Regions from separate parts of the Mus musculus genome. Here all the other regions are linked to region 4. A link is a contact called in public promoter capture Hi-C data. All regions are on one chromosome and are shown on one strand. The core of a region is the stretch at or near the end of the contact, and the rest is flanking DNA. Distances in the headings are between cores, read along the strand shown. Region 1 overlaps Zfp654 (zinc finger protein 654). Region 2 has its middle 10 kb from the start of Gm33971. Region 3 holds the start of Chmp2b (charged multivesicular body protein 2B). Region 4 holds the start of Nsun3 (NOL1/NOP2/Sun domain family member 3). Region 5 holds the start of Cggbp1 (CGG triplet repeat binding protein 1).

Region 1 (2,843 bases), core at 25-2,524, 2.0 Mb after region 4:
ACAAACAACCTAAGCAGGAAGCTGAGAGATCACATCTTCAACCACATGTAGAAAACAGACAGAGCAAACTGGAAGTAGGGCGAGGCTGTACATCCCCAATACCACACCCCCAGAAAGGTACTTCCTTTAACAACACTACACCTTCTAATGGTCCCATAGCCTCGCCCACAAAATAGTGCCACTAGCTGGGGACTATGTGAGTTTATGGGGGACATTTGCCATTCCAACCACCATGATCACCATCATGAAGAATGTTTTGAACACCAGCAGTAGAACTTTGCCAAATTGAATCTTTAGGATAATTTTTCAAAGTACACTACCTATGGACCATAGCTAGGTTTTTTGAGGCTTTAATGGAAAGTCTCTGGTTTTAGGAGAAACAAGTACTTGATGTACCAATGAGAAAGAGTGACCTTAAATTATAAACAAAAACAAAAATACCTAGGAAAATAAAACTTGAAATATAAATATTCTCTAAGCATCTAGATGCAACATATCTAGAGCAAAAGTTATATTTTCCTACGTTCTGTTCTTCACTCAATCATTACTGCTTCTAGAAAGGACACGGCAGTTGCTTCAACCTAGATTCCTCAAACAGCGATTCTTCCTCTTCCTGATCCCCATGCATTCAATAACCAAACCCAAGCTTTTAGTTCTTCACCGCTGTATGCACCCCTCTCACCTTCTGTTTCATTTTTCCAGAATAACTGGAGATTACAGAATATTTACACTAACTATAATAACAATTTTTAAAATTTTCTATGACTTATTTGATTAGTCATTATATATTCTTTAATGAACATATCTGTGAATTGTTTGATCAGTATGCATAAAAGACATATAGTTGGTTTTCCAGGTATTTGGATTATTTGTTTCTGTTGCCCTTTCTCATATTCTATCAGCTTGGTTAATGCCTTACTAAATCTATTTACCCTTGAAATAAACCATGGTCATTGATAATTCTGTAATTTGTTACAATAGAGGAGTTCACTGCCTGCCTGATTTTTCTCCCTTGTGATATCTAGTTTGTTCAACATGGGTTCTTAATTTGCAACATTCTTAACTCTGAAAATTGAAAAGTTGAACAGCATAGTCATAAGTATAAGTATGAATTTTAAAACAACTTTAGGGATTGCTTCTTTACAGTAATTTGTTTTTTGTTGTAGTTAACTGCCTTCCCAGACAAGCACCCACATCTAGTTTCTTGTCTGAGTAGTTTGCTTAAGACCCTGTGGCTGATTGAATATGCTTGGCTCAGGAAGTGGTATTTAACTAGGAGGAAGTATGGCCTTGTTAGAGGAAGTGTGTTACTGTGGGAGTGGGCAATGGGACCTTCCTCCTAACCATGTGGGGGCCAATCTTCTGGCAGCCTTCAGATGAAGATGTAGAACCCTCCCACAGCTTCTCATGCATCATGCCTGCCTAGATGCTGCCATGCTCCCACCTTGATGACATTGGACTGAACCTCTGAACCTGTAAGCCAGCCCCACTTAAATGTTGTCTCTTGTAAGAGTTGCCTTAGTCATGGTATCTGTTCACAGCAGTAAAACTCTAAGACTGGCCCTCATCCAGAATGCACAATTATTTTTTTCATCATTGTACAGTTTGTCATTTAATTAGGTATTAATCTGTATGATGAAGAGGTAAGTGCATCCTATGAGAAATACATAATATGTAAAGGTAAAGAAAAACTACTGGAACTCAAAACTAAGACAGAAATTATTATGTGCTGTATTTGGCCATAAAAAAATAAAGGTTCCTTCAACATCAACAGGCCTAGCAGATATCCTCAGTGGTTCAATAGTCACACTTTCATCTTGGGGAAATCAACAGACACTTAGTTTAATGTAAGGTCCACTTAATAGAAAGGAATATATGCCTGGTCAAATAAACATCCCGTGACTGGAGAAGTCAAAGATTCTAAAGGAGAATGGATGACTGTTATTTTCCTAAACCAATATAATTTCTAACTGCAGTCTAAATACTTATCTTTCTACACGCAGATAAATTAGCTCTCAACTCATCAAAGAAACATCTTTTGCAGCAGATAGAGAATATTACAGAAATCCACAACTGGTTAAAAAGGCAGAAAATAAATGATTGTGGGGTACACACCACTAACTCATCTCCTACACCTAATGATCAGAGAGCACTGTAGAAAAAAAGAGATGGAAAGACTCTAAGAGCCCCAGGGCAGGGATGCCTGCTGTAAGATACTGTTGGTTAGGCATGACAGCGAAGCTACAACCACAATATCTCAACAGTAATGATTTAAACAAGACATGCATTATGATACAACCAAGCAGTTAGCCCCAAACACATGTGCATCTCAGCAAACCTAAATATATTCTGTAGGGCTGTTTCTACTATATAAAAATGATGATGATGATGGTGAGTCAATGAATTTGAAAGAGAATTGCAGGAACACAGAAGAACTTGGAGGAGATATGGAACTGATATCCTCATATGATAAACTCAAAAAATAAAAAAATAAAGATTCCCTCTAATTTATTCAGGAAATTTTAAACAAAGTTTACAACTTATATTTGAGAAACTCCAATTTTAGGTAGACAGAAATTCATGAAAGAAAAGAATAAGTTTAAAAACTAGGTTTTAGTCACTACCTGTCTGAAGAACACAGTGTCAGTGGCATTTTGCCAGCAAGTGAGGAAACTATTAACTAAAATATGTAGTTTGTCTAGCATGAGGTAGAGTGAACTATAAAACTGGATTATTTGTAGTTTCACACGGGAAACTCTATCTGGATGACTGGAGCTCTTTCCTCTGGTAACCCTTTGCCCTCTCAAAGGAAGGAGGCTATATTAGCAGTAAACGATTGTTGG
Region 2 (2,700 bases), core at 92-2,591, 2.1 Mb after region 4:
GCCATATCCAGGGATCCACCCCATAATCAGCTTCCAAACGCTGACACCATTGCATACACTAGCAAGATTTTATCGAAAGGACCCAGATATAGCTGTCTCTTGTGAGACTATGCCGGGGCCTAGCAAACACAGAAGTGGATGCTCACATTCAGCTATTGGATGGATCACAGGGCTCCCAATGGAGGAGCTAGAGAAAGTACCCAAGGAGCTAAAGGGATCTGCAACCCTATAGGTGGAACAACATTATAAACTAACCAGTACCCCGGAGCTCTTGACTCTAGCTGCATATGTATCAAAAGATGGCCTAGTCGGCCATCACTGGAAAGAGAGGCCCATTGGACACGCAAACTGTATATGCCCCAGTACAGGGGAACGCCAGGGCCAAAAAAAATGGGAATGAGTGGGTAGGGAAGTGGGGGGGAGGGTATGGGGGACTTTTGGGATAGCATTGGAAATGTAATTGAAGAAAATATGTAATAAAAAATATTAATTAAAAAAACTGAAAACAATGTGAAACATTCAAGAGTATACTTATTAAAATTATGATTCCATAAAAAAATAAAATAAAAATAAATGAATAAATAAATAGAAAAAAAAAAGACCAAAAAAAAAGACTCTGCCTTTCAACAATAACAATAGAATGAGAAAGAAACATTTGTAAATCATAAGAGTTTGTATTCATAGTATACAAAAACTACTCTATACATCTCACTAAAAAAGAAAAAGAAAGAGAGAGAGAGTCATGAATTGATGGTATCCTTGGGAGGAAGGAGACGGGGCCACGATGAACGTAGCAGGTCCTGGAAAGCCTGTCCATACAACAGCTTTATCTTCAGCCTAGACTCTGCTGTCTCTCTCTCCTTCCCAGCTGCCAAGAAAGGAGCAAGTCTGCTGTGCTACAATGCTCTGCCTCCGTAAGTGCAAAGCAAGCCCTGTAAATAGTGAGGGCAAACAGATTGTACCCCTTTAAGGTGGTGATGGGAGGTACTTTGTCACAGTGACAAATGAACTCACTGATGTACCTCCTGTCTTCCTTCTTCCTTTCCACACGTCTCACTTCTGCATTTTTCAGCTGATGTTCTCTTCTGATGTTCTTTAATTTGTTTAATTTTAAACAAATTAAAATGTGTTTGTTCAAATTCTAGGTTCAGGTTGTGCTTTTGGGAAGTTCCAACCTAACACCACGTATGTTCCCTTACAGAACGGTCACAGAAGACCCTTACCCTAGCCCTCTTTCAGCCCCCACATTCTGTCCATTCTTTTCCAGCAGGGCTGACACTGTAGTTAGTCTGCCTTAGAAACCTTACTGTCACAATTTCAACATTTTATTGCCCTTCCTGAAGGTACTCACGCCAACCCCAGCACAGCAAACTTGGCTCTGCCTGGCCTTGCCCTTTTCCTCCCCACTCCCTCTGCCTTGCTAAAATCCGTTAGATTACATTCCTAAAGCTAACCACCAAGGTCTATTCCCTTATTTGGCCACTTCCTCCTCTTGGGGCTGAATGCCAAGGTCTATCAAAGTATTAAAGTCCAGCAGTCAAAAGCCCCAGTAGGCTCCCCCAGTTAACGTGCCCAATTAAAATTAATCACCCCCTCCTAACACAGGGTTTACCCTTTTGCCTCTATAAACAAACCATCATTTTCCTATATGCTGCATCTGTCTCCTCTCTATCCAGAGGCAGTCATTTGTCACCAGCTTCCTCTTCCTTGTTCCCTTCCCCTTCTCCCGTGTCTTCTATGCCCTAACCTTGTATCTCTGGAAAAAATAAATCTCCTTTGTGCCAAGCATTTGGTCCTGGGGGTCCTGAGTCAATACCATTTTTGTACACTTCTACCTTTGATATTGTTTGTATAAAACAGTTAATATTACTCATTTCCTTTTCTTCTTCGTGGAATGAAAAAAGACGAAATAAAAGGGAGAAATAAGTATCTCAAAAGTATGGTGAAGATTTTTATTGTAGATGTTAGGGAGATAGTAGTAGGTAGAGGGAAGAGTCCAGGCTAAACATGATGGGCGACAGACTAAGTTGGACCATGAGAAGAGAGGAGAGGGCTAGGGGGAAAGAGAGGAGCCACCGGCCAAGAGAAGCAGCCTGGCCCAAGAGACTCAGAGAGCTGTGAGGCTGAAATGGTTGAATGATACAGGATCTGGCTAGGAGAAAGGAAGCTGAAGGTCAGCCCTTGGGAGGGAGATGCTTAGTGTAGGGGGCAGGGTGGGAGGAGACACAAGTACAGATTATCCTGGAAGAGCTGGCCTTTGATATGCCCTTTGATATGTTAATAGCACCCTTGTGAGCCGTTTGTCACAGGCTTCTGTGACCTCACAGAAAAAAATAGTTTTTTTCTTTTCTCTCTCTCTCTCTCTCTCTCTCTCTCTCTCTCTCTCTCTCTCTCTCTCTCTCTCTCTCTCTCCTTCCTTCCTTCCTTTGCTTAATAATATCTAAGCACACTGTGGCTGTCTTCAGATACACCAGAAGGGGCCATCAGATCTCATTACAGATAGTTTTGAGCCACCACGTGGTTGTTGGGATTTGAACTTATGACCTCTGAAAGAGCAGTCAGTGCTCTTAACTGCTGAGCCATCTCACCAGCCCCACCAGAGTCTTTTCAAATAATAATAGTATGTGATTACCTCGATTTAAAATTCTAATCTGAAGTTCCTTCAACAGTTTTAAGAATGTGACTCTTTTTGTCAAGCAA
Region 3 (2,873 bases), core at 328-2,827, 2.8 Mb after region 4:
CACAATCCAAACTATCATGGTAATGATTAAACAATACTCTCAGGAAATTCCAGAAAACACCCACTTCAGGTAACTGTATTATACCACATAGCAAGTTAGTAGCTAATTCCAGAGGCTGAAAATGGTGCTTCTCAATTAGTAAAAAGTCAACATAGTGAAAACAAAAAACAAAAAAAAAAAACAAAAAACAAAAATTTAAAAAGTCACTCAGAAGAAGCAAAACTGCACTCTGCTGTCTTACAAATGAGGGATAAAATGGCATCCTGTGTGGAAATGAAAGGCCATGTAGCAGGGTAGAGATGGTGTCTTTGTTATCCTCCCCCCAAATCTGGCACTAGAACAGTGAACACAAAGAAATGAAGGAGTTACCCCAACTCAGGGCTGAGCTCTGGGTTTGTACCAATCACAGTCTAGCTGCCCCTGCTCCTTGTGTGGCTGGGCTAGACCCTTCCTTACAAAGGAATGATTATTTGGCTGAAGCAACAGCAACCTGGGCTCGACATGCAATGAAAAGCAATTTTTAGATTACTTGGTGGGAATGTAATACCTGGGACAGCCGCGTATAACATACACACTACAGCACAGCCTGTGAATGCTACCAAACTTGTACATTCCAATACGTCCAGTATTTCCCTCATCACAAGATGGCACTAAGCCACCTGAAACAATGTGTTTTTAAAAACGCGAACTTCTATGAAAATTACACCACCCTCACTTTCGTTGACAGAAGATAACCATAAAGGAAAAATCTGCACTATGCAAAAACTATACCGGGACCCTTCCCTTGGGCTTAGGTTTTTCTGCTGGAGTCTTTCTTACGTGTAACGCTAGGTGTTTGTAAAAATACAGCCAGCCTGGCCCCAAGTTTATTTCCTAAGTGGGCCCGCTGTGACCTCCTGCCTTGTCCCCTAGTAAACACACATCCCTTTCGGATGTCAGGAAGTGCGGCGTCTTCACGGAAGGAGCAGCCAACGAGCAGGGAAAAAAACTACCATGAAATTCATCAACTCGCCAAGTCTAATGACACCCGAGAGCCAGCACTGGTCTGCCTCCCTAGAAAGCTCAGAAATCCTCTCCGGAGTGGGGCGGGCGAGGGTGGGGGGAGAAAAACGAGGGTGGGGTGAGGGCAGTCAGGAGGGCGAGCCGGCCAGGTAAGCCAGTGGAGCCGGAGTCACGCAGCCATGGTCACCTGTGGGGCCTCCGACACGGGCCCACCTCGGGGGACAGCACCCGATCCGAGGCCGGAGCTCCCCAGAGACCCCGGGCGGGTGAGCCTGGCCCCGAACTCACCGTCCACAGTCTTCTTCTTGAAGAGGGAGGCCATGGTGAGCGGCCGCGCCCGGGCGGCCCAGCTCGGCCCGGTTCGGTCCGGCCCGGTTCTGGGAACAGGACCGGTAGAAGGACGGATCCCGGAGAAGCCTGGCAGCGGCGGGAGGAGGAGGACGGGGTCTCCAAGCTCGACCTGCGGCGGGCGTGGCTCCGCGAGGCTCCCGAGAACGCGTCCTGGGTGCTCAGGTGACCGGGAACTAAGACACTTTTTTGGAGAAGTCACTTCTAGGCGGCGCGTGCGCAGTCTGCGAGCACGCCTGCGCACTGCGCCTCTGAAGCCGCAGCGGTGCCCTCACTTCAAAGGCTGCCCGCTCTTCCCTGCTTTCCGTTGCGACCCGTCCGGACCTAGGTTGGCAAGGCTGGCGGCGCGTGAGTCTGCAAGATGCTCGCTTGGTTTCTGTGCTGACCTCGGGCAAGAGTGAAACCTGATCCACGCCTTCCTTGTTGTTCCAGGTTGTTGGAATTAGGGATCCTGGGGATGTGTGGTGGACTGCGGACCTGAGACTGATTGACAGTAGGACTCCCAAGCGATCAATGCAAAGGCCTTAGGGGATGCCCTGCTAGGCTTGTCCCAGGTGATCTTCCCAGACTGCCCTGATGCTACCTGACTCCTGGCTGCCTCTTGCGGGACCCATCTTCACCTACCACCCGGTTTCTGGTGTTTCCACCAGCCTGCTTCTGTCCCTGGGGATCTGGGGTTCAGAGATTGTCCAGGAGAGGAGTGACAAGCGAATTCTAATGCCACACTATTGTTTAATGCTCCTGACTTGGAACAAGAAAGGCTGCTGATACTTGTGTTCTTGCTTAGAACCCAACTTGTTTAGGTGTCACATAAATGCGGAGGAAAAGACACACAGTCACACACCAAAAAATGGCTGCACAGTGAATCTATGAAATTGCTACATAGCACTTGGTTGATATTTAATACCAAAAGTCTCCATACCCTGTAAAAAGGACAGTCATTTAAGTTCTTGACTGTATAAAATAAATATGGAAATCATAATCATTCATGACTATGTATACATCTTCCTGATTAATGTATTATTTCTATTTACAATCATAATTATGTCTTGAACATATTCCCCTGCGAATCCCCTGTTTAGCAGCAATGCCTTTCATGGGATTACAAAGCAAAACAGTGACAGGCAGGGGGAGCATTTAATCCCAGCACTTTGAAGGCAAAAAAGGTAGGCAGATCGCTGTGAGTTCGAGGCCAGACTGATCTACATAGAGAGTTCCAGAATAGTCAAGGCTACACAGACAAACCCAGTCTCGAAACAACTACTACAAAAACAAAGATACCAAAATTGCTGAACCCCGAGATGTGTTATTCAATGGTAGAACTTATGATTATATGTCTGGCCCTGGTTCAATTATTAGTACTTAATAGTAGGAGTAGTAATAGCATTTTTTTCATAGATATGACTTCAAATGCCAGGGTCACTCTAAAACGTTACTATGATTCATTTTAGGATCATAATAATGTTTTTCAAGAATGTTTAAGCTTTGGGGATCGATCATTAGATTTGCTTTTTTTTTAACCT
Region 4 (2,756 bases), core at 97-2,596:
TGGCCATGTTCATGCATGCTAGGCTTATTTAGATTGGTCTGTCCATGTGCACATGTGCTCCACATACAGATGGCATGGTGACAATAATTGCCAAATAAAGCCTGACTTTAGCTAAGATAGAGGAACACTGACTTTAAGGACTTGGTATTACCTGAATTTCATTAAGTTAAATTTCTTCCAAGTTAGGATTTTTATTACAGCGTTGTTTTAAAATGTGGTGCCTCCCCATTTTACAGATAAAAGCCAAGTGCTTGAGAGGGCATTACTATCTGCCCCACATTTCTACATGCCAGGTGATTCCTTCACACATAAAATGTACAGTCACCTCCTCCCTCCTGGACTGTGCCACTCTCAAGGAGGTATTTGCTACATACTTCCCTTTCCTCTCACAAAATATCAAGAGACGAACCATACTGACCTTACTGTACTCCAGGAATCCCCAAGTTCTTTCGAATACTGTTTGTCAAACTGATCCAACACAACTCTGCATAGCTGTTTGGCAAGCTTCCCCTCTGATTTTGCTTTCAGCTATGATGATAAGAAAAAGGTGCTGACAACACACTGTGATATCACATATTTATTGAAAGTTGACAGTGACATTAAATTTTCTTTATATCTCTACTTATTCGTGGAGACTTCCATACCTGTCTACAACATACTTTAATAAACACGTCTCCACACCACTCCAACTCCACCCAGACTCCCACTGTGTGTTCCCCTTCCAACTTCATGTCCTTTTAAAAAATCCACTCGGGAACAATTAGTGCTGTCGTTATGCACATGGGGGTGTGGAGCCATACCCCAAAGACAACTCTCTCCCGGCCTCAAGCCAGCTACTGCCAATAATAGCTAGTCAGGAGTGGGGCTTCCTGATTTTTAAAATGTCAGTTCCTGCCGTTGGATCAACTCCTTACTTGTAACAAAATTATTTCATGGTTTTTCTCGAAGTGGTAATTACCAAGTGTTAGAGGTGAATCTATGCTAAAAAAAAAAAAAATTCAGAAGCCATAAAAGTTTTGTTGTTGTTGTTTGTCTTTTAAAGTAAGACTGTAAAGAAAAAAGTATTCCAAAGTTTATTTACGGAAATAAGCATCGCCCCAACTTTCTGGCTCTCCCCTCATCACCGGGGTGCACCCAGGGCTGAGAAAGCTCGCAGTGACAATGTCGCCGGCCCGCGGGACAGCAGCAGCACCAGGAACACACTCAGCACGGTTCCGGGCTGTGGGCAGTGCGGGTCCCATCCCAGTCCACCCTGCCTCTCGGTGGCTTCAGCCCGGGGCGCTCGACCGCCAGAGCCTCACCCGAGTCAGCATGGTCCCCGCCTGAGCTCGCCAACTACGGGTCTCCGCTAGAGTTCGCGCGGGGTAACACGAAGAAACGCCATACTTCCGGGTCCTGCGAGGAGGTCACAGATGGGCTGGCTCGCAGTTCCTGTTTCCGGTCTCGCGAGATTGTAGACAAAAATCTCGCGGGAGACTCAGGTCCTGCAAGAGGCGGAGCCAAAGCTCTCTGGGGACTCCGGAGCTGCTGGGGTGCGAACCCCGAGCGAAGGGTGGAGTGTGGGTGCTGGTTTACAGAGTCACCCTTCCTGTCTCTGTTCATGGGGTCGAGAGAAGACCTGTATCAGTGTTTTAGATGCACAGGCATTGCTGGTTTACAAAACCGAACCCCGCGATGAGAAAAGCGGTAGAAAGATTAAATCGCGCCTCTCCTTACATTTGCCCGAGTCACTCTATCTTCAAACTGGGAAGTGATAAATGTTACACCGGAAGTACCGACTGCCCCCACTGAGACTGCGGGCATGTGCTGAGGGCTGGCCGTTAGCATGCTCTGTAGCCAGCTCGACAGGGATGCAGATATTTCCAGACATGCTCAGGTCTCCATCTATCAGCCTCTGAAAGAATGGACCCAAAGTATCAGGCTGAGAGAAGGAAAGAGGGGACAGCCATAGGGAAACTTGTCTTCTGGAAAGAGCTTTCCAACAGCTCTAAAATGTCAGAGCGTCTTCTAACAGGGTGAGATTGAACCCGGATGACAATGGCCAAAGACACGGGCGGAGGTTGGGTACGGGGTTCCACTGGATGTCTTTGTTCCTCTTCCCAATGTGGTCACCTTGAATAAACGGCCTTTTTCTGCTTTCCAGTTTCAATTTTGTTTTTTAAATAGGCTGATTTATTATAGGTGGCTGGACTTTGATATAAGAACTGTCACATCATTGGTACTTGAATAATACCTGTTTTCACCAAGCACTAAGACCACACTCCCAAGGACCAGGAAGGACTCACCAAGGCCCTGGCCTACTTCAAGCATCAGTGTTGACATTGTTAGGAATAACCACTCATTAGCATTTGCCTTGTTCTCTGGTAACAAACCAGAAATGTCTCAGAGATGATTTGGTCTCCTATAGTAACTAGGCATCTTCACGTTGAGATGGCACTCGATGCTCAAAGTATCAGTATAGGATATGCGATAGGTAGGTGCTGGACTCTCCAAATCCTATACAAAGGAAATGTCTTCTACACGAATGTGATTTAAAGCTTAGTTGGTTTTATTTTTTGTTTGTTTGTTATTTTTTTGTAAGTTCCTCAGTAATCTATAGTGTGTTAGAATTTTGATTCAGTATAAAATAAAATAATTGGTATGCAAATGACTACATGAATACACACCTGTTCTATATTTGAGAAAAAGTAATTCATTTACTCTTTAGCTGTTATATTCAGAGATTTTGTGCATTTTCTATGTTCACTATAAAATGC
Region 5 (2,762 bases), core at 24-2,523, 2.1 Mb after region 4:
AAAAACGACTTTCTCTGTAGTCAGACAATTAGGAAACAGTGTGCTTGTCAGAGAAGGGGGTCAAAAAAAGGGAAAGATGACAATCACTCCTATAAGGTTCCACACGGAAAACACCCCCCCTCCCAACACACACACACCTGGTGGGGGAGGGGAGTAGCTAACGGTGGGACAGTGCCAAGGCCAACGGAAGAACTGGTCCAGAGGGACCTAGTGAGGGAATGACAGGCGACCCTAGCAGAGGGGGAGGGGTGGCGATGACAGGAGGGCAGGCAGTGGGGTGATAGCATGCTTGGCGTCTCTGAAAAAGAGAATGCGGGGGAACCTGGGTAACAGAGAAAGACGGGAGAGCCCAGCAGAAGTGAGAGGGACCGGGTAGTGAACCTGAGAAAGGCGGGACCCTGGGGTACGAAGAGGGTCTGCAGGGAGGCACAGGCATGTCAGGACGGGGTGCTTTCCAGTTGACCGTCCAGCTCCCAGCCCACCACCACCACCGCCGCCGCGACAAACTCACTTTCTCCTCACCTCCAAGTCCGCAAGTCACCCCCAACCCCACTCCCCGTCGTCCCCATCGCCGAGCTCGGAGCGGTGCAGAGAGGGGACCGGGGCTTCCCAGACTCCCTCTCCGTCCCGCCGGAGGACCGGTCCCGGACACGACGCAGAGACCTGGGCCAGCAGGCCAGGAGCCACGCAGAGGCCCGGGAGCCCAGTGACAAGTCGGAGCGGCCGACGGGCGCCTCACCTGACAGAAGCGTCGGCAGTAATCCCGGCTGCTGATCCCGACGCCGCCGCCACAGCCGCCGCCGCCGGCCCCCCCTCTGCCGTCGCCCGCAGCTAGGAGCCCCACTGGGCCCGGGGGGGACTCCACAATGGCCACGAGCTCTTCTCCGAGGCGCTCGGCCTCTTGGTCGCTCTCTTCCTCCGCCATGAGGCTCTCGCCGCCCAGCGCGTACCCAGCCCCTGCGCCGCCGCCGCCGCCGCCGCTGCCGCCGCCGCTGCCTCAGCTAACCTCCTCCTCCTCCTCTAGTTCCCTCCCCCTTTCCCTCCGCCCCAGCCGGACAGGGCTACTCGCCTGGGCTCTACTTCCGGCTCCGCCCACCCACGCCCCCAGTTTTCACTGGAGGAAGGACACCGCCAATCATAGGCATGCCCGCCCTACCTTCCTATTGGTTACACTAGCCGTCTGTTTGCCAGGCCTGCCATCTGTTGGTCCACACTACTCGGCGGTTGCTGAGGACCGCCTACGAGCCCTGCCATAGGGCGCGCCGGAGGACGGGGCGCGGCAGGGGACACGGCGGCCGCGGCGGAGCTCGCTCGGGCGGCGGCGACGGCGGTGGCAGCGGCAGGAGCAGCGGCTGAAGCAGCGGCGGAAGCAGCGGCGGCCGCAACGGGATCTCCTTCATCCCGTTGCTCTGCCCTTTCTTCCTCCTCTCTTCCTTCCTGGCGAGGGCTCGTGCACTTCCCCTAACGGCGGCCCGCTCCTACGGTCCCGAAGAGCTGGGAAGGCGGAAGGTGGGCTTGGCCGTTGGTGCGGGCGGCGAGCCCAGGCCTTCGGGCCGGGCGAGGGAACCGGGGGCGGGGCCGGAGGTGGAGGAGGAAGGAGCCGGGCCAGCCTGACAGCGACGGCCTCGGCCGGCGCCCGCCGCCCCCTCCCCGGGGACAGCCACGGAGTCGGCGGCGGTGCGGCGGACTTCTCCGGGGCCCTCCGAGGGCGGCTGGGACGCGGCCTCGGCCCCGGCCCCGGCCCGCAGGCGGGGTCGCGGCGCCGGGGCGCCACCTCGGCCGGCGCGGCGGGAGGAGGCTGTCTAGACGTCCGGCGGCCCGCGCCCGCCTTCCCCGCCCCCACCGGAGCCTCGGGCCTGCGGAGCGCGCGGGCCGCCGGGCCACCCGCCCCGGGGCGTGCGAGCCGAGCTGGCGTGGGGCTGGCTGGAGCTTCGGGATCGCGCACGGAAGGCGGAGAGAGACAGACACCTGTGTGCAGAGCGTGGCCCGAGCCGCTCTGCCGCGGGCCTGCGCCCTGCCTTTCCCGCCCCTCCACCATCTTCCCTTTCTGTTTGTTTTTTGTGTTTTACAGTAAAGACATGACTTCCCGGCGCCACCGGGAAAATAGGGTGCAAGCCCAGGAACTGTTTCCCCACCACCACCTGTTGAAAAACTGAGTCGAAGGCGTCTCCGGGGTCTGAACGAACGCGAAGTCGCTCGGATTGGATGCGTCTGTGGTTTTGCATCCAGAAAACTGTCACTACTTAATATCAAGGAAAAACAAACAAACAAACAAAAACCCGACTGGAAATTAAGCTGGTGAGTATTTCGACTTGAAAACTCAGTTTACTTTTGCTGTAGTAAATGGCTGTTTCGCTTTTGTTCCCTGGGTGCTCTATCTTAACTTCCTCATTTGTTTAAAATATTTCTGACTTCTGGAAACACTTTTACACGTAACCAACCTCCTCGCCTCTATGAGGTGGTTATTTTCATTGGCAGTATCAAGAATAGACCTTTCAAGAGAAAAGATCAGGAAAGTTCAGGCTTCACGTGGCACAAGAATTGCAGATCCCATTTCTGTAAGTTTGCAGTCAAAGAAAAATTCTAACTGCACCCCTAGTTTTTCATAACAGCTTTAATTGTTACTAGAATGGTTTTATTTCATAGGTGTAGAGTACTTGTGGAAGTTGCAGACATTTGCAGTGAGGATTTGCTGAGTATTAGGTGGGATTCATCATGATGTCTGTCTTTTCTGCCATGAAAAACCTATGCCCTAAAACAGT

The links. Promoter capture Hi-C pulls out the DNA fragments that hold promoters and counts their contacts.
Region 1: a contact with region 4 is called in a promoter capture Hi-C map of the HPC-7 cell line, with 7 times the contacts expected there. The contact joins the enhancer-like site here to the promoter of Nsun3 in region 4. A contact is called at or near these places in 5 of 39 promoter capture datasets (the HPC-7 cell line, embryonic stem cells and liver).
Region 2: a promoter capture Hi-C map of pre-B cells shows a contact between it and region 4, with 8 times the contacts expected there. The contact joins the enhancer-like site here to the promoter of Nsun3 in region 4. A contact is called at or near these places in 8 of 39 promoter capture datasets (the 3T3-L1 cell line, the C10 cell line, HPC-7-derived erythroid cells and 4 more), 4 of 115 datasets of contacts at active chromatin or transcription factors (acute myeloid leukemia, embryonic stem cells, epiblast stem cells and 1 more) and 2 of 9 other capture datasets (adipose tissue and liver).
Region 3: a promoter capture Hi-C map of liver shows a contact between it and region 4, with 5 times the contacts expected there. The contact joins the promoter of Chmp2b here to the promoter of Nsun3 in region 4. A contact is called at or near these places in 14 of 39 promoter capture datasets (the 3T3-L1 cell line, 3T3-L1-derived adipocytes, the C10 cell line and 9 more), 2 of 484 Hi-C or Micro-C datasets (B cells and CD4 T cells) and 3 of 115 datasets of contacts at active chromatin or transcription factors (astrocytes, pro-B cells and thymic regulatory T cells).
Region 5: a contact with region 4 is called in a promoter capture Hi-C map of the HPC-7 cell line, with 4 times the contacts expected there. The contact joins the promoter of Cggbp1 here to the promoter of Nsun3 in region 4. A contact is called at or near these places in 15 of 39 promoter capture datasets (the 3T3-L1 cell line, 3T3-L1-derived adipocytes, the C10 cell line and 9 more), 6 of 115 datasets of contacts at active chromatin or transcription factors (astrocytes, cardiomyocytes, epiblast stem cells and 3 more) and 3 of 9 other capture datasets (adipose tissue, liver and pancreatic islet).

The regions. Positions count from the first base shown.
Region 1 is chr16:64,800,552-64,803,394 of GRCm38.p6, forward strand. The region is part of intron 3 of Zfp654 (zinc finger protein 654); the gene reads right to left. Among named protein-coding and RNA genes, the nearest start is that of 4930453N24Rik, 31 kb to the left of the region's middle. Within about 2 kb of position 1,275, at least 36 of the 459 cell types and tissues checked have an H3K27ac peak or open chromatin away from gene starts, as enhancers often do. A contact at or near this core is called in the HPC-7 cell line, where this site is marked.
Region 2 is chr16:64,883,135-64,885,834 of GRCm38.p6, forward strand. No RefSeq gene overlaps it. Among named protein-coding and RNA genes, the nearest start is that of Gm33971, 10 kb to the left of the region's middle. Within about 2 kb of position 1,342, at least 94 of the 459 cell types and tissues checked have an H3K27ac peak or open chromatin away from gene starts, as enhancers often do. A contact at or near this core is called in acute myeloid leukemia, adipose tissue, embryonic stem cells and 1 more, where this site is marked.
Region 3 is chr16:65,561,185-65,564,057 of GRCm38.p6, forward strand. Chmp2b (charged multivesicular body protein 2B) reads right to left here and starts at 1,578. Exons shown (of 6, transcript NM_026879.3): 1 at 1,291-1,578. The coding sequence starts at 1,324. Gm36457 (predicted gene, 36457) reads left to right here and starts at 1,624. Exons shown (of 2, transcript NR_166048.1): 1 at 1,624-1,678; 2 at 1,783-2,335.
Region 4 is chr16:62,785,370-62,788,125 of GRCm38.p6, forward strand. Nsun3 (NOL1/NOP2/Sun domain family member 3) reads right to left here and starts at 1,347. Exons shown (of 6, transcript NM_178925.3): 1 at 1,302-1,347; 2 at 419-528. The coding sequence starts at 1,313.
Region 5 is chr16:64,850,728-64,853,489 of GRCm38.p6, forward strand. It overlaps Cggbp1 (CGG triplet repeat binding protein 1), which reads left to right and starts at 1,274. Exons shown (of 3, transcript NM_178647.3): 1 at 1,274-1,509; 2 at 2,072-2,298. It overlaps Zfp654 (zinc finger protein 654), which reads right to left and starts at 996. Exons shown (of 9, transcript NM_001347245.1): 1 at 740-996. The coding sequence starts at 925.